6 separate regions of the Sus scrofa genome follow, and all the other regions are linked to region 1. Evidence: chromatin contacts called from public Hi-C and HiChIP or PLAC-seq data. All regions are on one chromosome and are shown on one strand. The core of a region is the stretch at or near the end of the contact, and the rest is flanking DNA. Distances in the headings are between cores, read along the strand shown. Region 1 has its middle 37 kb from the start of BCL2L14. Region 2 holds the start of ETV6 (transcription factor ETV6). Region 3 overlaps ETV6 (transcription factor ETV6). Region 4 overlaps ETV6 (transcription factor ETV6). Region 5 overlaps ETV6 (transcription factor ETV6). Region 6 overlaps ETV6 (transcription factor ETV6).

The links. A called contact is a pair of places that touch in the nucleus more often than the background predicts. HiChIP or PLAC-seq counts read pairs in DNA pulled down with a chosen protein or histone mark.
Region 2: a contact with region 1 is called in an H3K27ac HiChIP or PLAC-seq map of alveolar macrophages. The contact joins the promoter of ETV6 here to the enhancer-like site in region 1. A contact is called at or near these places in 2 of 5 promoter capture datasets (fetal liver and liver), 23 of 47 Hi-C or Micro-C datasets (adipose tissue, alveolar macrophages, blood and 14 more) and 2 of 2 datasets of contacts at active chromatin or transcription factors (alveolar macrophages and skeletal muscle).
Region 3: an H3K27ac HiChIP or PLAC-seq map of alveolar macrophages shows a contact between it and region 1. The contact joins two enhancer-like sites. A contact is called at or near these places in 2 of 47 Hi-C or Micro-C datasets (embryonic fibroblasts and epiblast stem cells) and 1 of 2 datasets of contacts at active chromatin or transcription factors (alveolar macrophages).
Region 4: an H3K27ac HiChIP or PLAC-seq map of alveolar macrophages shows a contact between it and region 1. The contact joins two enhancer-like sites. A contact is called at or near these places in 3 of 47 Hi-C or Micro-C datasets (embryonic fibroblasts, epiblast stem cells and subcutaneous adipose tissue) and 1 of 2 datasets of contacts at active chromatin or transcription factors (alveolar macrophages).
Region 5: a contact with region 1 is called in an H3K27ac HiChIP or PLAC-seq map of alveolar macrophages. The contact joins two enhancer-like sites. A contact is called at or near these places in 5 of 47 Hi-C or Micro-C datasets (embryonic fibroblasts, epiblast stem cells, omental adipose tissue and 2 more) and 1 of 2 datasets of contacts at active chromatin or transcription factors (alveolar macrophages).
Region 6: a contact with region 1 is called in a Hi-C map of alveolar macrophages, with 4 times the contacts expected there. The contact joins two enhancer-like sites. A contact is called at or near these places in 4 of 47 Hi-C or Micro-C datasets (alveolar macrophages, embryonic fibroblasts, fetal liver and 1 more) and 1 of 2 datasets of contacts at active chromatin or transcription factors (alveolar macrophages).

The regions. Positions count from the first base shown.
Region 1 is chr5:60,392,643-60,396,289 of Sscrofa11.1, forward strand. No RefSeq gene overlaps it. Among named protein-coding and RNA genes, the nearest start is that of BCL2L14, 37 kb to the left of the region's middle. Within about 2 kb of position 1,834, at least 12 of the 83 cell types and tissues checked have an H3K27ac peak or open chromatin away from gene starts, as enhancers often do. A contact at or near this core is called in adipose tissue and alveolar macrophages, where this site is marked.
Region 2 is chr5:60,774,708-60,778,354 of Sscrofa11.1, forward strand. ETV6 (transcription factor ETV6) reads right to left here and starts at 2,085. Exons shown (of 8, transcript XM_005652587.3): 1 at 1,858-2,085. The coding sequence starts at 1,890.
Region 3 is chr5:60,712,099-60,715,745 of Sscrofa11.1, forward strand. All of the region lies in intron 1 of ETV6 (transcription factor ETV6), which reads right to left. Among named protein-coding and RNA genes, the nearest start is that of ETV6, 63 kb to the right of the region's middle. Within about 2 kb of position 1,618, at least 6 of the 83 cell types and tissues checked have an H3K27ac peak or open chromatin away from gene starts, as enhancers often do. A contact at or near this core is called in alveolar macrophages, where this site is marked.
Region 4 is chr5:60,689,898-60,693,544 of Sscrofa11.1, forward strand. The region is part of intron 1 of ETV6 (transcription factor ETV6); the gene reads right to left. Among named protein-coding and RNA genes, the nearest start is that of ETV6, 85 kb to the right of the region's middle. Within about 2 kb of position 1,599, at least 16 of the 83 cell types and tissues checked have an H3K27ac peak or open chromatin away from gene starts, as enhancers often do. A contact at or near this core is called in alveolar macrophages, where this site is marked.
Region 5 is chr5:60,669,064-60,672,710 of Sscrofa11.1, forward strand. All of the region lies in intron 1 of ETV6 (transcription factor ETV6), which reads right to left. Among named protein-coding and RNA genes, the nearest start is that of ETV6, 110 kb to the right of the region's middle. Within about 2 kb of position 2,023, at least 6 of the 83 cell types and tissues checked have an H3K27ac peak or open chromatin away from gene starts, as enhancers often do. A contact at or near this core is called in alveolar macrophages, where this site is marked.
Region 6 is chr5:60,651,433-60,655,079 of Sscrofa11.1, forward strand. The region is part of intron 2 of ETV6 (transcription factor ETV6); the gene reads right to left. Among named protein-coding and RNA genes, the nearest start is that of ETV6, 120 kb to the right of the region's middle. Within about 2 kb of position 1,744, at least 43 of the 83 cell types and tissues checked have an H3K27ac peak or open chromatin away from gene starts, as enhancers often do. A contact at or near this core is called in alveolar macrophages, where this site is marked.

The sequences.
Region 1 (3,647 bases), core at 584-3,083:
ACAGTTTGCTTTCAGATAAATGGACTGGAGGTCAGGAAATTGGCTTTACTACAATAAAGGATTGTATAGTAAAATGAATTACCATTGTGTAGATTTTCAAGGGGTTTGTTAATAAATACTAAACCCAAAATGTTTCATTTTAAAGAGGATAGAAACTTGTGGAAACATAGTAATACCTAGGGTATCCATTGAACAAAGTGGTTTAAGTTGGGCTGTTGGTTTATACCTGGAAATCACCCACCATATTTTGTATTAAAAGTTGCTATTTGGAAAGATTGTTCTGAATTCATACAGACCTGGTTCTGATCTCAGCTGTATGGTGCAGGCAATGTCCCTAACTTCTCTGCACTTAGTTCCTCATATGGCTGGCTACTTTAGAGGTTACTGAGGGGACAAACGGACATTCTGTATTGAAAGCTGGCACAGGGCTGGCATTTCTTCCATGTTAATTCCTGGTAAGGATGTTTCTTAAATCGGGATGCAATGTGTACCCACATACTATAGCCTTCCCTTCTTCCTTGGTTTTAGCTCATAAGAGCTCAGAGTACCTTCAAGATTATCTGGTGGTGGTTCCCAAACTGAGACTCCTCAGCCCTTAGGGCTTGGGAAAGTTATACCTAGGGTCTCAATGTTTTATTTTTTTTTAATTTTTCTTAATGGATTTTATTAGGTTCTCAATGTTTTAAAAGTCTAACAGTAGTCATACCTGCACCGAGGAGCACGATAAGGTCTAATGTCTTTGTTTCTAAGATGTAAAGTCATTATGGTAACTGGTTGCTTCATGATGATCAGAAGCTCGTTGGACATTTATACATCCGATTACCAAAGACAGAAAAGTCGGTAGTTACTTTTTTAGAGGTGAATTTTGGAAGGGAATGTCTTTAAAATCATGGGAAAATAGTGAAGAGGGTAGTGAGCCTGGGACACTAAGTTTCCAAATAGATTGAGTCACTTGCCTAAGGTCACACAGTGGCCTAGCAGCAATGCCAAGACTAGAACTGATTTCTCCTGATGCCTAGTTGTCTGCAAGTTCCACTACTGACAATAGCTCTGCAGACCGAATTTCCTTTCCAGCACTAAATAGTGCTTTGGTCACCGTACAACCATACTGTGTATGATGCCAGATGTTAACTAGACTTATTGTGGTCATCATTTTGCAGTGTAGACAAATATCAAATCATTACGTTGTACACCTGAAACTAGTATAATGTTATATGTAAATTATATCTCAATCAAGAAAAAAACCATATTGCTTCAGAAATTTGAAATCCAGGATATTGTCGTGTCAAGGGTACTTCAGCTCTCCTGTTCACTGGGACCCCAGGAATCATGGTAAGGGAGAACTTATCCTTGACAATTTGTCATGATTTAGAGGTAGAGCCAGAAGTTTCTTGCTTCCTTTTGTCAACCAATACATTTGTACTTTAAAAGATTTAAAATGCTTGATTATTTAAGAGACAGAGAAAACTCTGTTGCTTATTTATATTGTGTTTCGTGCCTGCGAAAAAACAGGAGATTTTCAGCCAAGGTTGCAATTCCCACGGGAAAGTAGACCAGGCATGAAATCTGAATGTATACCTGTCAGGAAGCTGCAGCCTTTGATTATTACAAAGATAAACGAGAGAACCAGGAAGAAAGCTGTTTTTATTAGTGGTCACCAGGTGGCGCTATACACTCGCTGTCAAATCCCCCAATTTGGGGAATTTGATTTGCTAAAGCGGGAGGGAGAAAAAGTACAGATAGTTCTGTAGTTTGGCTTGAACAGTGGAGCTGAAAGCAGAAGGTAAAAACCTGAAAGCATTTGCCCTCTTTAATTGTGTGCCAGAGAACACACTGGTGTTCTCCGAAATCAATGCGTCAATGAGAAGCTGGCTGATTGTTCAAGTGAGTGGGGACTCAGGAAGTGACTGGCTCCAGCAGCAAGAAAGCCCGGGTTGTTCTGCAAGGTGTACTCCTTTCTGTCCGACCGTCTGACCTTAAGGGGAAAGGCCATTTCCATTTCTATGCGGAAAACTCATTTCCTTTGTAGCTTCCTTTATTTTATTTTCTTCCTAGGAACTGCGAATTCTCCATCAGGTTGGGGCTGGGAGGAGGGGATGGATGAGGCAGTGAACCAGCAGTGCCCTTCTTCCTCCTTCCTCCTCCCCCACATAAGACTTCCAGCCCCTTAACCTATCCCTTTCTCCGGAGGAAAAGTACCTGTGCTAAATCCATGCCCATCGACCTTATGGGTTTTCCTGCCAGTCCTGATTTAAAATATCTTGAAGGATTGCTTACAAGGAGAAAATAAAGGAGAAAATAAAGCAACCCACTTTGCATTAAAAGGAGAAAATAAATGACCTCCCTCCCCCAGCCCCGTACCTCCCTACCCTAAAGCGTTTCCCTGGTATCACAGAGAACAACCGGCCACCTGTCTTCTGGCCCCTTGATTCTAGGCCCATGTGATGGTATAAGGTCGGCTCCAGAATGCTGCTGATGAAGCAGCAACTCCAGCAGGTTCTGGGGGTGCAGCCCCCGCACCTGCAAAGCCACACCTAGACACTGCTTGGAATCGGTGTTCCGGAAACAGTGGTTCTCATACCTTGGCATGCTTGGGGAGTTTGTTAAGGCAGATTGCTGGGCCCCATGCTCTGGGGAGCAGTCCCACGGTCTGGGAAGAAGAAGGTGAGAAATGCGCATTTTTACCAAGTTTCCCTGGGAGGCTGATACTGCTGTCTGGGGAGCAACTTTGAGAAACGCTTCATCAGAGCAAAGAGCTGGTGGGGGGAGGGGCAGCAGGAAGAAGCCCATGGCTGTGGTTTGCAAAAAAAAGTTTGGGGACTTTTTTCCCAGGGGGCATATGTGCCAGGACTGGGGGAGGGGGACATCAGGAGGGCCTGACCTCCACGAATTCTGCACACTTTTCTTCTTTCTAGACTAGTGGTTCTCAAACCTGGCAGCACATTGAATCGCTTTGGGAGCTTTCAAAAAAAGAGAGAAAAAAAAAAATCCCAATGGCTGGCTCCCAGCCTGAGCTCTTGATTTAATTGGTTGGAGGTGGTGTGTGCTTTGGATGGTTAAAAGTTCCCCAGGTGTTTATGATGTTCAGCCCAGTTTGGAAACCCACTGTTTTAGGGTCTCTGCTCATTGGATTCTTATACCTAATCCCCAGTGAGTGGAAGTACTAATCATTCATGGTGGAACCTTCCAGCTCTCTCTCACATCTCCCTTCCTCTGCCCATCTTTAGGCTGGAACACTCTTGCATGTCACTGACTACTGAATTCCTGTGTTTCCTGCAAAACCCAGTTCAAATATTTCTTACGTGGCGGAAACTTCCTGGCTTCCGCTGACAGTTACTTGCTTCTATCTCTGGCTCCTAAAGTACTTTGCATGCACTTGAATTATAACCTTTGTTTCACTGGATGGTGATCATTTGCCTTTGTATCTTCTCTCCCTACTTAATGGTGTACCCCTCAGGGGGGCTTAATAAAACTGTGATGGAATGAACCCCATAGCTGGAGATGTGGTTTAAAATGCAAAAGGTCGGATAAGGAAGTTGGTTAATTTTGATTCTGTTCAGCTCAGCGTCTCCTGTGGGTCAGACTCTGGTGGGTACCGGGGAAGCAATGCTGAGGGAGGTGTGACCTGGCCCGTGAGGAATTCCTCT
Region 2 (3,647 bases), core at 835-3,334, 380 kb after region 1:
CCCTCAGAAAGGCAGGCACACGCAATTGCTTTAGAAGAGGTATCAAGAAAAGTCACAGGCTTGCTTTTTGTTGTTTTTCACCCTAAAATTACTGTCCTATAGCTGGTCCAGTTCTCTGGAGCTCAAGTTTACTGCCATCGAACCATATAAAATTTACTGATTTAATACCCCATCACTTAGTTACCACTGCTTGGGTTATGACTTATCAGATAAACTAGCTTGGCTGTATGGTAGGACTTTCTTGAACTTTCCCAGACTCCTAGAATAGAGTTTACACAGCAAAAGAAATTGAAGTATCAACCTACTTAAGTTTTTTACCCCAACACCCCCTCTACCACAGACTTAACTGCTGCCTCCCCCCAGATAGGTACAAACACAGAAACCCGAAAGTTCCCCTGGGTGTTTTTTGCCAGGTAAAAACAATTAAACCCAACCCACCTTTTCAAGTTCACATTAACCCTACTTCAAACCCATGAGAATCCTCCCTGATTAAAAAAAACCCACTAAAACCTGAGTATAATTGTGAAAGCCTAATAAGCAAATATGATAAAATACTGTGTTCCCGCTAAACAGATTCTGCAGAAAAGCAATGTTAAAACAGTACAGGTTTCTCGAATTCCCCACCAATGAAGAAAACCAGTTATTTGTTCCTTGTTGCTGCAGGGTCCACTCAATAAATGCATCTTAAATGGGCCAAGCCATAAACAAACAAACTTCAGCAGCTTCAGCCTCTCACAGAAGCAGCAAGGCTTTTCCATCTGGGTACATGGGACAGTGAAATGAAAGTGTACAACAAAAGCAGCAATGGCAAAAATAACTGGGGGAGATGGATAAATCATTCTGCCTCCTCACGGTGGCAAACTTTACGGCAACTTTTTAGAAGCAACAAACCGCAGCACCACTAGCCTTTACAGACACACACATACACATATATAAATGCACAAATACAACCACTTGGAAGCTAAGTACTGTGTTTGCAAACATCCTCCACCCTCCTGCACTTACAATACTGCAAACCATGGCCAGAAAGCCGGGAGATTTCTACGCTTAGATATCCTCTCTGCACTGTCAAACCGGGAAGGTCATTTTTCCTGGTCACTTAAATAATTCTCTCTCCCTGCATCGCAGGAGTTTTTTACTTTGGGATTGCTCAACTTTCAGATGCATCCGAGTAAAACAACCATTCAGCAACTTTATTCACCTTGGTTTAAAAAAAGAAACAAACAAACAAACAAAAAGAAAGAAATTCATTGTGCAATGCCCAGGAAAAGCTGACACCACGACTGTCTCTTCCACAAGCGCTTGCAATTACAATCGGGGTTGGGGGTGGGGGGAGGAATCTGTCTGATCAGACTCCGGGAGCCTTTCTTTCTTTCTTTCTTTCTTTTTTTTTTTTTTAAAGAAATGATTCCAACCCCAATGGGGCTGGAGAACTTTTTTTTCTAAGGAGACCACCCCTCGGGAACAAAAGTTACATTTTGGTCACATGTTGGGAGTAGGAGCAGGGAGCAGGTTTTTTAAAAAGAGCACTAATTACGGGGCTGTTTTACGGTCCTAGACACCACTCGGGATCCTCCTGACCGATGGTGACGGGCATTTCACCGTCAAAAAGAAAGGGGGTGGGGTGGGGGCGCAGGAGCCGGCAGGGGGCTCGGCGGGAGGGGGGAGTAGCAAGGTTACGCTAAAGGGTACGGCAGCCGCCGCGAGCTGCATCTCCTTCCCCGGCGCCCCAAATAATTTCCTGCGAACAGAGCGACTGCAGCAGCCCCCTCGGAACTGGAGAGCCCAGCAGGACTGGCCGGGCCAGTGCAGCTCAAGGTTTTCCACCCCGGAGAGGGAGGGGGAGAAGATCTTTACCTTAATGCTACACTGAGCAGGAGTCTCAGACATGTCTCACAGCGAGAGAGATCAGGAAGTTCTCAGTTTTTTTCCACTTTCCTTTCCTCTCCCCAACCCAGAAACGCTCCACGGCCAGCCGGACGCGGTCATTTAAGAAGTTTCTTGCAGCATCTCTCCCGGCGGCCGCCCCGGGGGGCCGCGAGCGCGCGGGGCGGGGCGGGGCGCCGGCGGAGTCGCCGCGCGGGGCGGCGGGGGCGTGGGAGCCGGGCGGCGCGGCGGCGGGGTCTGCAGGTCGCGGCGCGGCACGGCGACCCGGGGCGCAGCCCGGCCGGCCTCCCGCTCTCTCCTCCCACCCGGGCCGGCGCCCCCGCCCCCCGCCCTCCCGCCGCTCTCCCTCGCTAGTTCTCTCGAATGTTTTCCTTCCTGGAAGAGAGAAACTGAAAGGCAGAACTGAGAAAGCTCTTTGCTCATTGATCTTGAGAGTTTCAGTGCAGAAACTGACGTGAATTCCCAGCACTGAGCTCTGCCTCTTAAAGGAGCCACCAGGAAATAAAAGCTCGGGTTACAGGCCGGCATCGGGGAAATAAAAGCCGCGCTGGGGGAGGGGCGGCGGCAGCGGCGGGGGCGCGGGCGGAGGATCCCGGGGGAGCGGGGCCGCGTGAGGCCGCGGTGGCTAACGAGGCGGGCGGCGCAGCCCCCTCCGGCCAGCGCTGGGCTTCCCAGGCTGGGCCGGGCCGCGCCAGGCTCGTGGAAGACACGCCAAGAAAGGTTCCATCGGGGCCCCAGAAACCTCAAAACAGGTTTTATTAAGCGCCCCCCCTCCCCGAGCTCCGTCTCTCGGATACTTTGGAAGGCACAAGGGTTTTTTTGTATTTTTTCCCCGCCGAGCGGAGACGCAATGAAAATAATTATATAGGAAAGGGCATTCCGGTAAGGACGCGGAATCCGAAGGAGGAAATAAAACAATAGCCTTTGTTCTGCTTCTCGACCGCGGCCTCTTTAAGAGAATCCACCAGGAAATGGGAGATCGGGTTACAGCCCGCACCGGGGAAAAGGGGCTAGCGAGCGAGCGCCGGAGCGCGACGCTGGAGACAAAGCCGGGAGGCCGCCCGCAGACGCCGAGCCCCGTGGGCCGGGGAATCCCCGCGAAGGTGGGCGCCCCGAAAAGGGGAGGCGCGCTTGCCGGGGATGCGGCCGCCGCGGGCGCTGCCCCAGCCCCGCATGCGTTGTGGAGAAGGGAAGGCTGCCGGGCAGTTATCAAAGGCAGTTGAGTTCCTTTTCCTGACACCCCCCCCCCCTTCCTCCGGGTTTCGAAATCCGCTGTCCTTTTAAAGAAATAGCGGCCGCTACCAACCGAAATAGGTGACTCGACTACTGAGTTGACAGGACGCGTGCCTGGAGATAATACTCCTCCCCGGGACCACAGCTCTGAAACCGTCATTGGCGGATAGGATGCCCCCGGGATCCTGCCGGGGGAGGAATATTTGGTGGAAAAAAAAGAAACAACAAAAACACTTAGAGGAGGTTTCGAGCCAGTCGGGCTGAGGGTTCTAGCCTTGAGTGCACGTACTCTGATCACTCTACTGTTTCTATTGTTATTTATAGTCTCTGAAAATGTTTGCAAGCGTCCACTGCAGAAAGTTGAGAGCATTATGCCTAAATTCTAAACCCTTATCATACGTATAGGTTTGATGTATGGATGTGTATTAAATTACAGATAGGTAAGTACATCTGTATAAATATAATGCGTGTTATGTAGTATATACAGGTATACCAGGACAGATTTCCCAAGCTGCCCTATCCTACGG
Region 3 (3,647 bases), core at 368-2,867, 320 kb after region 1:
AATCATGACTTTTACTCATTTTGAGTACTTAAGAACATGCCCCTAAAAAGATCCAGAAACCATTGTTACCTTGCATGACTGATGCTTTGAAAACGCTTTCAGGAGAAATGTTTGGGAAGCAGAGGGAGCAGCACGGATCTCCCGCAGAAAACAGAGGTGTACACAAACATTCTCTTTCCTTCGAAAAAGGAATCTGGGACCAGAAACAGTATCTCTACATCCCAGGGTCAACAAGAGAGTACAACAGAGAGGGAACCAGGAGAGATGCAGAAAAAAGGAGGGGTGGTATGTTTTTTTTTTTTTTTTTTTTTCCTTTTTAGAGTTGCACCTACGGCACGTGGAAGTTCCCAGGCTAGGGGTCGAATCAGAGCTACAGCTGCCAGCCTACACCACAGTCATAGCAACACAGGATCTGAGCCTCGTCTGTGACCTACACTGCAGCTTGCAGCCATGCAGCATCATTAACCCACTGAGCAAGGCCAGAGATCCAACCTGTGTCCTCATGGATACTAGTCGGGTTCATTACCACTGAGCCACAACAGGTACTCCCTCGGGACCTGTTCAAACACCAAGTAGGAGTGGCTTTCTTGGTGTGACCTCGAGGAGGCTCAAAACCTCCTCGCCCCTAACCATCCTTCCTAAAGGCCTCTTCCTTGGGGCTCAGGAATTGAGGCCACGGGAAGGCTCCTGTTAAAGAACCAGAGCTTTTCCAGGAAGAGAAATACATTCCTCCCAAGGACCTCATGAGCCTGGATCAGCTCTTCCCACACCCAAGCCCTCAGCCTGCAGACCACAGGGCTCCAAGGCAGTGGGCATGTTTTGACCACAGCCGTATCACATCTGCAGAGCACTTCCCAGTTTACAATGTGTTTAAAAGGTGTGAGGACTTGTGATGGAACAGGACGGGAGATAATGTGAGAAAAAGAATGTACATATATGTATAACGGGGTCACTTTGCTATACAGCAGAAATTGACAAAACACTGTAAATCAACTGTAATTAAAAGAATGTTAACATCAACCCATAAATAAAAAGGGTGAAGAACGGGACCTCTGAGACCACACTATCTGGATCCAAACCCATTTCAACAACTTTCTTTGCCATTTCCCCCTGCAGGGCAAGCAGCACGATGACCGCAGCTACCGCCTGGCGCTGCTGTTGGGAGAGGATAACGTGGGCTCAACAGGTTGAGAGGCACCTCGACTGATAATCTGGCACTGGACACACATGAGAAATACAGACTGACCACAGCCCCCACCCTTGGGCGGGTGTCTTTCCTGGTGACAAGCAGAACAAGATTCCTCATGGAATGCATGGGAACACACAGGTAGGACTGCACATGCGCTGGGAAGGATGGCTCTAAGGGGACGGAGGTGCGGAGGAGAAAGTAGCTGAGTGACCAGAAAAAGCCAGAGCACCTCGAAAGGAGGTACAGGACTAAAAGGGAGAAAGGAGTACTCCTCAAAGAGACGGTTAGCTTTGTTTCTACAGAAAAGCCAGGTTTCTCTCCCACAGCCTAGACCAGAATTAGCCACACGCTTTCCCAGCCTGTGACTAACACACTGCTGATCTCTTGACCTAAGAGCACACTGCTCAATTCTGTACAGCTACCTAGGTGGCATGTGAAATGTGATGTGCTGTCTTTGTCAGGGCTTTCCAGAGAAACCAAGCCAGTGACGTGTGTAGAGACACAGGAAGAGACTTCTTCTGAGGCACTGGGTCATAGGTTCAGAGGCTGACGAGTCCAAAATCTACAAAGAGGGCTGGAGACCCAGACAGGAGCCGAGGCTAGAATTCAAGGCCAAAGGCTGGCTGCTGCATTCCTTCCTCCCAGGAGGGGAGAGGTTAGTCTTTTGTGCTCGTCAGGCCTTCAACTGATTGGAAGAGGCCCACCCCTATCCTGAAGGGCAACCTGCTCTACTCAAGTCCATGATTTCAAATGTTAATCTCATCCATAAACACCTTCACAGAAACATCCAGAATAATGTTTGGCCAATATCTCAGCCAGGTTGACACATAAAATTAACCATAATGTAAGTCCTTGTTGCCTCCAGAGGTGCCGTTTCACAGAAAATTATGAGACTGCCAATGAAAACACATGAGTTCTACGGAGATGTTTGAAAAAGTTAAAAAACAAAACAAAACAAAACACAGAGGTGGCAAAGGAATAAAACCCACCAAATTCAAGATGGTGGCTAACTCAGGTGGGAAGACAGCGAGATTCATTTTATCACTATGCTTTGTAACGCATATCTTCTTGTGTATATATCGAATATTATATAAAATAAAGGAGTTCCCTAGTGGTCTAGCAATTAAGGATCTGGAATTGTCACTGCTGTGGCTCAGGTCACTGCTGTGGCATGGATTCGATCCCTGGCCTGAGAACTTCTGCATGCCACAGCTGTGGAAAGAGCCAAAAAAATTAAAAAATAATAATAATAAGGGGAGAGACTAAGCGTCTAGGCCATGTAGTGAGACTGCCAACTCAGTCCAGCCTACTGACCACTCCTGCACAGAAATCCCCTTCTTGGCTCATTTTTATCTCCTCCGTCCAAGGGCTCGTGTTGCTAGATGACTCCTTCATGTGCTTAGCCCTTTCTTCTCAAATGGGTTTTAAGTCCCCGAAGTCCTGGGGCAGTTTCTTACATCTCTTCATTATCCCCACAGGTCTGGCTGAATGAGTAACTCAATAAACACCGAAGGCAGAACACCAAGGTGGGTGGGGGCAAGGGTAAGAAAAATAAACCAGCGGAACAGCAGAACTGCTTGGGTGGCGCTGGGCTTCAGCTGCACGGAAGGCATGAATAGCTCCGTAACCGGCTTGAGGGATCAGAAGGCGAGCAGGGGCACGTGTGGGATTTTTACGTGCCTGCAAGGAAACAATGCCCATCCCGCTTGGTGGTCTGCTACAAATAGTACCTGTGTCAGTAAGGATAACAGAGCAAGGCTTGTGGACGGCAGTGCACACCAGCGAGCGGGGACCCCTGATCAGCTGAGATGCCCAGACTGGGAGCACACTTCCCAGGCACGTGGGACACTCAGCCCCAAGTGTCCTTACGAAACATACTGTGGCACTGTGGCGCTTCTAGCCCAGTTCCCAAGCCAATGTCCAGTCTCTCTCTCTCTTTTTTTTTTTTTTTTTTTTTTTGTCTTTTTAGGGCCACACCTGTGGCACATGGAAGTTCCCAGGCTAGGAGTTGAATCGGAGCTGTGGCTGCTGGCCACAACCACAGCCACACCAGATCCAAGCCATGTCTGCAACCTACAGCACAGCTCGCAGCAACGCTGGATCCTTAACCCACCAAGCGAGGCCAGGGATTGAACCCGTGACCTCATGGATACTGTGGTTCATGACCACTGCGCCACGAGGGGAACTTCCCAATGTCCAGTCTTTCGGCCAGTTTCCTCCGAGTCCAGTCGGTACTAGGAAGGCACCAAGCCTCCCCCAGAGAGCCAGCAGCAGGTGTGCTTTACGTGTCTTCGATTCCCTAAGTCCACACACTGTTAATTTTTCCCATCAGGACTCCTCAACCCTGAACGCAGCCTGTCCCCCCTTTGTCTCATGAACCCCAGGTCTGGCTCATTCCAGTTCCGGTTAAAGAAGATCAAGGCTGTGTGTGGTGATGGGCGCTCTCTCTCCCAGTGGA
Region 4 (3,647 bases), core at 349-2,848, 300 kb after region 1:
CTGCCAGGTCAGCACATCTTGGGTCCATCAGCTAATCCATCCATCTCTCTGAGTTGGGGAGATACTGGAGGAGAGAGATTTCAAGATACTTTCTGTAACACTAGTAGCCACACTCTGCCTGACGAGGAAACACGCCTTTGCTTCTTTGGATGAGCACGGGAGAGGTCACAGCAGGAACGCCCAGTGGTCTGCTGGGCGGCGCTTTCCCTGCAGTCTGCTCCCAGCATGAGGGCAGGGGACCCTCTCTCAGCATAAGCTGCATGTGGATTTACAGATCAACTCTTCAATATTATCAAGCCTGGGGTCGGGGGTGTGGGAAGTGCCTGCCCTGCTCTAGTAATGAGCACATTACATTTCTTGCATTGAGGTAACTGGTTCTTGCTAATGACACCTCTTTCCCAACTGGTTCCATAAACATTCAGGGGCAGTGAAGCCCCATGTGGGTTGTTAGAGAGGGGACCTGCTGTATTTAAACAGAAGGGAAAGAAGGAAAATGAAGTGATGTGTCGACAGGCAGATTCCAGCAGTGGGGGTGTGTGGGGGGAGAGCAAAAGGAAGATAAAGAGGTCGATCAAGTCTATTCTGCACCTTCTATGTACCAGACACTTAGGATAGGATACCTTTCTGTTTCATAAATGAAGAAACCAATGAGTTGCAAGAACTTATTTATCCAGTGTCCCACAACAAGTGGGCTAGAATTTCAATCTAAGGAGGTTGGATTCCTAAGCCTTGATGCAACGTGTTCTCCCCGAATCAAGAGCAGGGACCCCCAGCAAAATGAAAAGTAGCACCACGGGCTCAGGCAAGATAGTAAAAGATCTATTAGAAAGTTTTTGAAAGTTCAAGTGTTTCATAAAGTGATTGCAAACCTGGAGGCGGGCAATTTAAATAGAAAAGAGACATCCGGGATAATGGATTTAGGCCCAGGATCAGGGCGTCCTAACAGCAAGGGTTGTTCCAGGTCCTCTAGGGACAGAAAGGGGAAGGTGTGTCTGTGTGTGAGGCACACCCAGAAACCCAGGGCAGTTGTCCGCGCCCTCCCTGGCACTTAAAAAGGACAAACAACACAGGGTGAGAGGGCAGAAGGCGACAGGTGGAAATGCCCTGGGTATGTGGAGAGATTTTTAAAAAGGAGACGGTCTCCTTTGTGTGTAGAGCTTTGGAGGAGACAGAGTCTGTTTTCTTTTCACCCTCCTGCTTCCTACTTCCTGCTTCTTTCCTCACGGTTGGGTGTGCGCAGAACGGGGCCCGAGAAATCGAGACCAGCATCCGCATTTTTCAGATGAAAAAAATCTGAGGCCAACAGAAGTATCTGCAATCACACTTCTTGTTTCAGAAATCAGGTAGTGATCAGTTCTTGTTTTCGTTTTCACCATGAAAAAGGGTAGCAGGAAAAAAAAAAAAAAGACCCCAAACACACAACCAAGAAGCCAGAAATTTTTGACCTTGCAGACCGAAAGCTATCCCCTCTTTATTTCAAATTGCTCTAATTTCATGGCTGTGTGTTCTGAATCTCCTACCAAGTGGCACCAGAGATGTGACTGCACTGAGCACACAGCATCATCGGGGTCACATCTCTGGCGGCCGGCCGGGCTGAAGGTCAGGACCATGAGGTGGGAGGGAGTCTCCTTGCCAGGGTGACCCGCCCTCCTGGATGATGCACCCTCTCGGCTGGGCTGGGATGGAGGTGATTCCTGGGAGGTGCCATTTCAAGGGCGAAACCAGGCCACATTGGTCCCCCTGTGGCCCTGAGTGGGGCCACATTCTCCACGGAGCTAATGGACCCGCACAGATAAGATACACTCGGCTGAGTGTTGGAGCTGGTATGACACGGGCAAAATGGCAGTTAACATTTCGAGTCTCTCAGAAAAGCAGCGGAATGAAGATTAATGACTGTAAAGGGCCCGAGCCCTTGGGGAGGAAGGTATTCTCAAAGTAGGAAGTGTTAAGTCCATAAAAGAAACAATATGAGAATGCAGTGGGGCTTTTTCATACCTAACAAGTATGACTAAACCTCTAAACACTTCCTGTTCCGTCCCATGTTTTTCTGAAATTTGCTTTTCCTTATTGGCCAAGAAGGTAGAAGAAAAAAAAAAAAAAAAACTATTCTCTCTCTCTTCTTCTTAAGAATAACAGTGGGGAATTTCAAAACCTCCAAAAAGACTTCTAAAGTTTGGCCAGCTCTTGCTGTCAGATAGAAGTGCTATGGACAAAAACACAAAGCCCTCCTTTTTCTCCATGAGCATCCTAAATTCTTGATATGTGTAGTCTGGGGCGAGCGGAAAACCATCTGATTAGAAAAGGTAAATACTTGCTTGTAAGGGGTACCCATTCATTCGGCCACCTAGCTGTAGTTAAAAAAAGATTTTTTTCCTGTGGTTATTAAACACTGTGATAGGTGCTGAAAATTTAACACGGAAGAAGGAGAACATAGTCTCATTCTACTTACCACAGGAACTCAAAGATCAAAAACCGGTTTTTGAGGAGTTCCCATTGTGCCATCGGCAGCATCTTGGGAGTGCTGGGATGCAGGTTTGATCCCACGTCTAGCACCGTGGGTGAAGGAAATGGCATTGTCACAACTGTGGCTCGGATCTGGTCCCTGGCCCAGGAACTCCAATGCCACAGGGTGACCGGAAAAGATTTTAAAAAAAAAAGGAAGGGAAAAAAAAAACCTGGCTTGTGAAATCCATGGTTGACAAGGGGGACCCCTGGGGGTGGGGATGGCCTGGGGACTTGGGATCAGCATAGGCACCCTGAGGTGTGTGGAATGACTGGCCCAGGGAACTCTGCCCAATGTTCTGTGATCATCTTGAGGGAAAAGAACCTGAATGAGAACGGACGTGTGTACAGGTGTGGCTGCATCGCTCTGCTGTACAGCAGCACCACAACCCTGTCAATTAACTATACGTTCATAAAAAACTTTTTAAAAAATGATAAAAAAAAAAAAAACCTGGTTACTGGACTTATTTCTGACTTCTCTTATTGCAGCAGAGGAAGAGTCACCCTAACATAAAGCCTCATACTGACATCATTTCTCCCAGGCGGTACTTCCCAATCACAAAGAGCAGTGCCACAAAAGGCAGCCTTGCTTTCCCCTTTTCTGGGTCACCAAACACATGGGAGGCACCTGGCCTAGAATGGGGAGAAAGGATGTGAGTCAGGAGGGGGATACACCGGGGAGCGTGTCACTGGGTTCCCCCACTCAAAGAACAGCTTAAAGCTGCCCTCTACACACATTTGCAAAAGGCATCCTTCCACCTCTCTAATCTCCTAGAAGCAGGATTTGCACATTACAATGTCATTCTCTAGGGAAGGGCAAAGGGCAGCCCACTGAGGGCCCCAGGGAAAGGCTTTCTCTCGGTCCACTTCCACCCCATGGGTGGACTGTTGGACCCTCCAAACCAAAAGGGGGAAATCAAACCAAACACACACATCCCGCCATGTACTTGAGGGGCGAGAGCTGTTGCTACCATTCTCTGCACCCGTAGGATAGAGGCTAGAGGGCTGGAGAGGAAGGGTCATGGGAAGCAGAGCAGGAACCCTGCCGGATGTCCACCCAGTGGTCCGTCCAGGTAACGGTGCCATCTCGCCACAGGGTCCACAGACACTGAACTCAACTCTCCCCATGGGCTATGATGGACGGA
Region 5 (3,647 bases), core at 773-3,272, 280 kb after region 1:
CTGCCCTCGGGTCAAGAGGTGTCCATTTTTTCCCCTCTCTGTACGAGTGGTTTGTTCCAGTAAAAGAGGCAAGACCAAGGGAATGAAACTATACGTCCAAAAGCGTGGCTTTAAAGAGCTCCTCTCTCAAAAATTCCTCTAAATTTTTACACTAAAACCATGTTTCCTCTTCTCTGGCAATATCCCCAAGCTTCCAATCAACGTAGGAGTCCATACTCAGATCCAGTCAGAGGTGAGCCCAAATGATGGCTTCTAAGTTCTAGATTTAGTTAAATCCACAAGCAAGATTTTTCTCTCACCTACTGTGTCTCTTTACACAACCACCACTACCAAACACCTCCAGCGTTTCATTTTTTTCCCCTTCCCAGCAGGGAGTTATCTGCCACATCAACAGGCATTTCCTTGTCTCCCCCATTTCTCTATCTTAGAATGACTATTTCCTTTCCTTCTGAAGCATTTCAGGGCCCACTCACAGAATAATCCTCATTTAAGGAAGTACTGTTTAATTGAAGATCTTTACTCAACCGACAAAGGAAAGGGGGACAAGAAGACTTGACACCACCTCTGTTTAAATTCAAGCACACAGCGTTTGTTAGAGCAATTAAATCAAGTGGATGAGATGGGAGGATTATTATTCGTTTTCAGTTAAAATGTGGCAAATGATGGCAAGAAACCAACCATTGTGTTCAGCTGGAAGAGGAGGGCAATTTACATCGCAGCTCGACATACCAACTGGTTTGACTTGCAGTCCACACAGAAACATAACTTCCGTTCGTTTCTGTGGTTTAACTGGGCAAAGTAAAGTGGGACACACACGGTCCAAAAATAAGGTGGTGGTGGGGTGGTGGGTGGTGGTAGGAGATCCGTAAGTTGCCATTGTGAAAACAAAAATCAAGAGCAGAAGAAAAAAAAAAAAAACAGATTAAAATAAAGCGAAGGGGGTGTTTACGTTTTGGAAAGAGTTCTCTAACATTTTAGACTCTATCAACTGTGCAAAGGGAAGCAGGGGAGTCCCCCAGCCCTGGACCAAAATGAAGCTTCTCTTCTGCTTATAACCTGGAAAGTTTGGTGGTTGTGGTAGGAAGTTTCAATTTTAAATGAATATATACATACTTTTTTTGTAATTTCCGAATGGAATCACTATACCGTTCCTGAGGCATCCTCTACTGGCAACTAGGGCATTTGAAACACTTCTGTTTAAACGCACTTCTTAAAGTTTCCTAGTGAATTTTTTTTTTGTTGTTGTTGTTGTTTTATGCTTTTACCTGCAGCATATGGAGGTTCCCAAGCTAGGGGTCAAATCGGAGCTGCAGCTGCCAGCCTACGCCAGAGCCACAGCAATGCCAGATCCGAGCTGTATCTGCGACCTACACCACAGCTCATGGCAACACTGGATCCTTAACCCATTGAGCAGCGAGGCCAGGGATCGAACCTGCAACCTCATGGTTCTAGTCAGATTCATTTCCACTGCGCCACCACAGGAACTCCCTCCTAGTGAATTTCTTACTGAAGGGCAGACACCCTCGATTTAAATTTCACCTCTGGATCAATCAAGGTGTCCTATGAAAGGTAGCCCAGAGGCAACACCTTCCACTTCACCTTTTGTGAACTTCACCAAACATCACACATATTTGGGGCAACTCTAACTTAAGGATGAGTTATATTTTTGGTGTTTGGTTTGGGGGTTTTGAGGTGAAAAAGGCAAAGACAAACACACATATGGGAAACATACAAAATATGTTTGGGGGTTTTCAAGGTGAGATAGGCTTTTTTTTTTTTTAAACAGTTAAACATAGTCTGTTTTTCTAGTGTAAAAAATTCTCCATAGGCTTCAACCCTCAACTAACTCCCCACCAATATACGTCTAGCTATCTTATCTACCGTTAACTTTATTCCCAGAAATAGCTTTCTGTTTTGTTGGGGTTTTTGCAGAAGTGAAACTGTTGATGAAGAAAACATCGTGCAGCCAGAGCTTTCAAATGGCATGGCGCGAGCGCGAGAAAAAAAGAAGGTGGCATTTCGTAAGACAGTGACTTTCTCTTAAAGCCAGGAGAAACTGACAAGATCCTGTAACTGGTCCGGACGCGTGAGAGAGGCCACCTCAAGCCCAGCTCCTCACCCTCACCGGCTCCATCGAGGTGGGAGGAACCCAGCCCTCACAGCAGATTTGACTTTGTTTCTTGGGAAGTCGATCGCGAAGCCTGCTGAGAAAAGGGTCGAGGGAGGTGTCACCTTGAAAATGTATACACTCTGACTTGCTACATTATCGTGTTGGGCCTTCTTTTTGTTGTCCTTTCTTTGGAGCAGCCCCCTGTGTGTTTCCATTTGTGCCTGGTCCCCTGTCCTTATTGCCACCTGAGTCCACACGGCACGGCCGGACCCCTCGTGCCCAAACAATTCGAGATGAAAACCGCCACACTATGTCATGATGACACCCCTAAAAAGAAGGCCCGAGACTAAGGGATTGTGGACCTCGAGGGCCGTGTACTCTTGGTGATGGTTTTCACTCAGCAATAGAGCAACACCTTAAGCCTGGGATGGAGGCTCTTTTCAAAAGGTTCGCTGACATGTGGAATCTGAAAAAAAGGACAGACTGAACTTCTTTGCAGAACAGAGGCTGACTCACAGACTTTGAAAAACTTATGGTCTCCGGAGGAGACAGTTTTGGGGGGTGCGGGATGTGCTTGGGCTCTGGGATGGAAATCCTGTGAAATTGTGATGATCATGATATAACTACAGATGTGATAAATTCATTGAGTAATTAAAAAAAAAGTTTCAAGGACGAGATTTGTGCGAAACAAAAGAAACGGTAGGTACTTTGACTAAAGGGGGAAAAAGCAAAATGTGCTTTTGGGCCCTCAAACAATATGCTAGTGGCCACACACCTACAGTGACCCTGGGTTTGTGGCCAGCAGCGGGAAAGGGGACCCCAGAAAGGATGCTGCCCAGTGTGGGCTCCTGTCCAAGGAGAACCAAACTCACACCTGGGGACCCCACACCACAGACGCATCTCCTTTATCTCTCTTTTTGTTCCTCTCTGGGGTGACTGACATGGTTCTCATTCTTTTTTTTTTTTTTTTTTTTTGGCTGCATCTGCGGCACATGGAGGTTCCCAGGTTAGGGGTTGAATGGGAGGAGCTACACAGCCACAGCCACGTGGATCCAAGCCGCATCTGCAACCTACACCATAGCTCACGCATGCTAGATCTTTAACCCACAGAGTCAGGCAAGGATCGAACCCGAGTCCTCATGGATATTAGTCGGGTCCATGACTGCTAAGCCACAATGGGAACTCCTGGTCCTCATTCTTAAATCTACTGCTGTAACCATGCACCTAATATCCACTGTGGCACAATCCCCAGACTGTCAGCCATTAGAAACATGAAATAAATAGCGTCATCTTTGGGAGTTCACATTATGGCTCAGCAATAATGAACCCGACCAGTATCCACGAGGACATGGATTGAATCCCTGGCCTCGCTCAGTGGGTTAAGGATCCAGCATTGCCATGAGCTGTGGTATAGGTCGCAGACGTGGCTCAGATCCCACGTTGCTGCAGCTGTGGCTCTGGCTGGACCCCTAGCTTGGAAACTGCCATATCTTGCAGGTGTGGCCCTAAAAAGACAAAAAATAACATACTGCTCTCT
Region 6 (3,647 bases), core at 494-2,993, 260 kb after region 1:
GTGGCTCTGGTTATAGCTGTGGTGCGGGTTCAAGCCCTGGCCTGGAAACTTCCGCATGCTACCGGTGTGGCCACCAAAATAAAATAACCATTTGGAAACATGCCGAATATCCCTTGGAGCAGCTGGGAGAAGGTAAACCAAAATTCTGAGAGAAGTTCGCTTGAAGAAACTGCCGCGACCCTCGTCATTTTCAAGTCAGCATTCACTGAGAAACACCCCAAAACAAACTGCCACTGCTGACATATCTGGCAAGCACCATTCTTTTCCTGTTCATATCAGACACACTAATTAAAAATATCTAGCTTTTTGATGCAAGCTTCTTCATCAGACAAGCTGTCATACAGGGACTATTTCCTCCTTACTCTTCTGAATCAATCCTATGAGCAGCAGAAAAGGCTCTTAAAATTGATTAAACAATGTCAGAGTTGAACAGAACTTATTAAAGTCATAGAGTTTGACTTCCCCCAATTTTACAGATGAATAACTGAGGCTCATAAAGGTTAAAGAGCTCACTCCCAGCCACAGAGCTATTGAGTAACAGCCGGGCTTGAACCCTGGCCTCCTGACCCTAAGTCCGAGATTCTTTCTGCTACACCATGTGGCCTCTCTAAACCTCACACTTCATTTATTGCCCTCGCCCCAGAGCCCAAGCACACTGCACACAGAGAAAACCTCCAATAAACATCTGCCAAACTGATCTCCGAATCCTACACTCCTGCTGTTTCAATCGAATACTGTATTTCAATCCCAATAGTGACTAAATAGCAAGAGCTATTTGGCCAAGGCTTTAGAGGCGCATACAAAGTGCTTTGGAAGTCATAATCGAGTTTCCTCACCATACTGTGGAAAAGGCGCTGCTGTGCCCATTTTAGAGATGAGGAAACTGAGGCTGAGAGGTGAAGCCACTCGTCCCTGGTGACGATGCCAGTGGTACATAGTTAGAGCTGGCCCTTGGACATCCGATCCCCAAACCTGTGCCTTTTCTCCTCCCTTAGCTCAAGCCTAATTGATATTGACCCCAAATGATAACTGCCATCATTGCTTCTCCTGGTCTGTTCCATAAAAAGAGAAGTTTAATTCATCAGGCGTCTTCAAGTCCATTTAAAAAATGCGAGCTGTCTAAACTGCATAAAATGATACGTTCAGGTATAAGAACATCGTCGGTCCAACACAGAGCCTTCTTTTCTTCAACAAACCAGGCTTTGGACTCAGCTCCCCAGACCAGAAGAGCACTCATATTTACTGCCTGCATGATCTTAAAGGCCAGCCTGAGGAAATGGCTGCTTTTTCTTTTTTTCTTTTTTTTTTTTTTAAGCCCATTGCCGAAGACATCTTCAATCATTGCTTTGTGTCCACCGGGGAAGGAAAGAGGTCCTTTCTGTGGGGCTTGGCAGCATGGGGCTCGTAACAGAACCTTCTCGGGCCTCCGTGGGGGTCAGGACTGGGCCAAGCCAGAAAGAAAGGCAGCAAGAGAGAGAGAGATGCGCCCGGCCTCCCTGCTGGTGGCTCCAGGGCTGTGAAGACAGAGACGGTGGCAGCTAATGGCGGGGGTGGGAGGACGGGAGATGAAGCAGGCTGCGAGGGAAGGTGTGGGGGACGGATCTAATCCCGCATACAGAAACCTGTCAGGATGGGATTTATTTTTGTTCTGTGAGGGAGTAGAATAGGGCTTTGCCTGCACGCTCAATAGCTGTTTTGAAGTGAACCCGGCTGGTATGTCTTTAATTTGTCATTTCATTATGAAACTGTTTCCCTTCCAAGAAGCCTTCAAGTCAGGAAGCTCTGTCTGCCCACACAGGAAATTCCTTTGCTTCAACTTCCCCAAAAAGGAAATTTCCCTCAGAAGTGAGCCCAGCATATGCCTTTGAGCAGAGCTGTTTCAAGAAACTTTGGCAGCTGAGTCCTGAAAACACCCCTGGCCTGCTGGCTGCTGCTGGGAGGCTGGGATAAACAGTGCGGTTCTCACTCTGGGGGTGGGGACCCCACCGACACGGACCCTGGCCTGCCTCTGCCTCCCTCTTCCTTGTGCTCCTGAGCCCATGTGCCCCCCTGCCCACCTTGGGTCACACCAAGGGCTTGAACGCTCCGAGAGGCTTTCATCAAGAAAGGGGCATCTCCAAAAACTTGCCTGCCACACACACCAGCCCTGCAAGCTCCCATTCTTGTCCTCAATCCCCCCCTCCCTACATTTGAGATTTCTGGTAGAAAGATTGCAGTATTCCAAACAAAGAGCGTGCACAAAAAATAAAACAGCCAATTATAGTTCCGAAAGCATGTATATTGCCAAATTACCTTCTATCAGGGGTGGTGGATTTTTTTTCCCCACAAACTTTCCCGGTGAGGATTTTAAGTAAAACGTGCAGGGGGAGAAAAATATCCCAAACCACAGCCTTATAAAAATTAATCTCTCAGACATACTGTGAATGACTAAGTGGGTGAGAGCCCAGAGCAGCTGTGCTGAAGTGAATAATAATATATAATATTTTATGAAGCTTCCTAGTACAGAGGCATTAGCAGAAAACTGCCAGACTCTCAGTTAAGTTCTTAATTTTCCATTTCAAATCACTTCATTAAAAAAAAGAAAAAACAAACAAAAAAAAAAAGTTGAGAAAAAGAAATCTAAAGCACAAAAAGAGGGATGGTGCCGAACTTCAAACTGGATCGTAGGCAGTGGGACAAAGAGGCCGAGAGACAGAGGAGGAACGAAGGCAGCTCTGGATTTTCACCCTGGACTTAAGACGGAACTTGAATGGCAGAGCGATGGGGTCTGATCTTATTACACGATCCATGTGCCAAGACTCGGTAAGGGATACTGTTTACCAGGAAACAGAGTGATATTTAAGGGATAGCAAGAATCCTATAGCCCACTGAAATCTGAATATATTCACCCTGAGGTTTGGGGTTGTGGTGGATGGTTTCTATAGAGTGGATTTACGATCTTCTTTTAGGGAGTTATTCTGTTTTTCTAAAATTTATGAGGTTTTAACCACAGTTGGATCGCAGAGGGGGATCCAACACAATCTTTCGCGTTCTTCAAGAGAACGGGCTGGGGAATAGGTCTTTGGCTCAGCCTGGGAGGAAAGGTGTGGACTGGAGCGTCTGAGGGCCCTGCCCGGCCACCTACCCGCTCTGTGACGTGGGCCAAGTTCCTGAACCTCTTTAAACCTGACCTTTCATCAGGAAAGTGAGGATAATAAAACTCAGTTCATAGGTCTGTCGTAAGGACTAAATGATAGCACACATGTGAGAAGTGCCTCCCATAAGCACTCAATAAATGGAAGTTATGGCTCCATACGGAGAATGCCGAAGAATCTTTCTCTCCAATCAACACGCCCACTCCTCGCAGAAAGCCACCCATCCCTGCCAGCTCCCACCATTTCCACACAAGCCAGGATTTGCTGGATCACTTCCACTTGATTAACAGGTCCCGGGGGCTGAGCTTCCGTGCTTGCCCGCTTATATCGCTCACAAACGTCCTACCCTAATAAATCTATTTCTTACAAAAAAAAAAAAAAAAAAAAAAACCACCCAACACAGGTCCTTATACACGTGCAATCACACACTGAGTCATCCCTGAGGTAGACATTTTTGGTAAGAACAGCCGAAAGACTCAAGGATGCAGATGTCCACTCCCAGATTCGGCACTC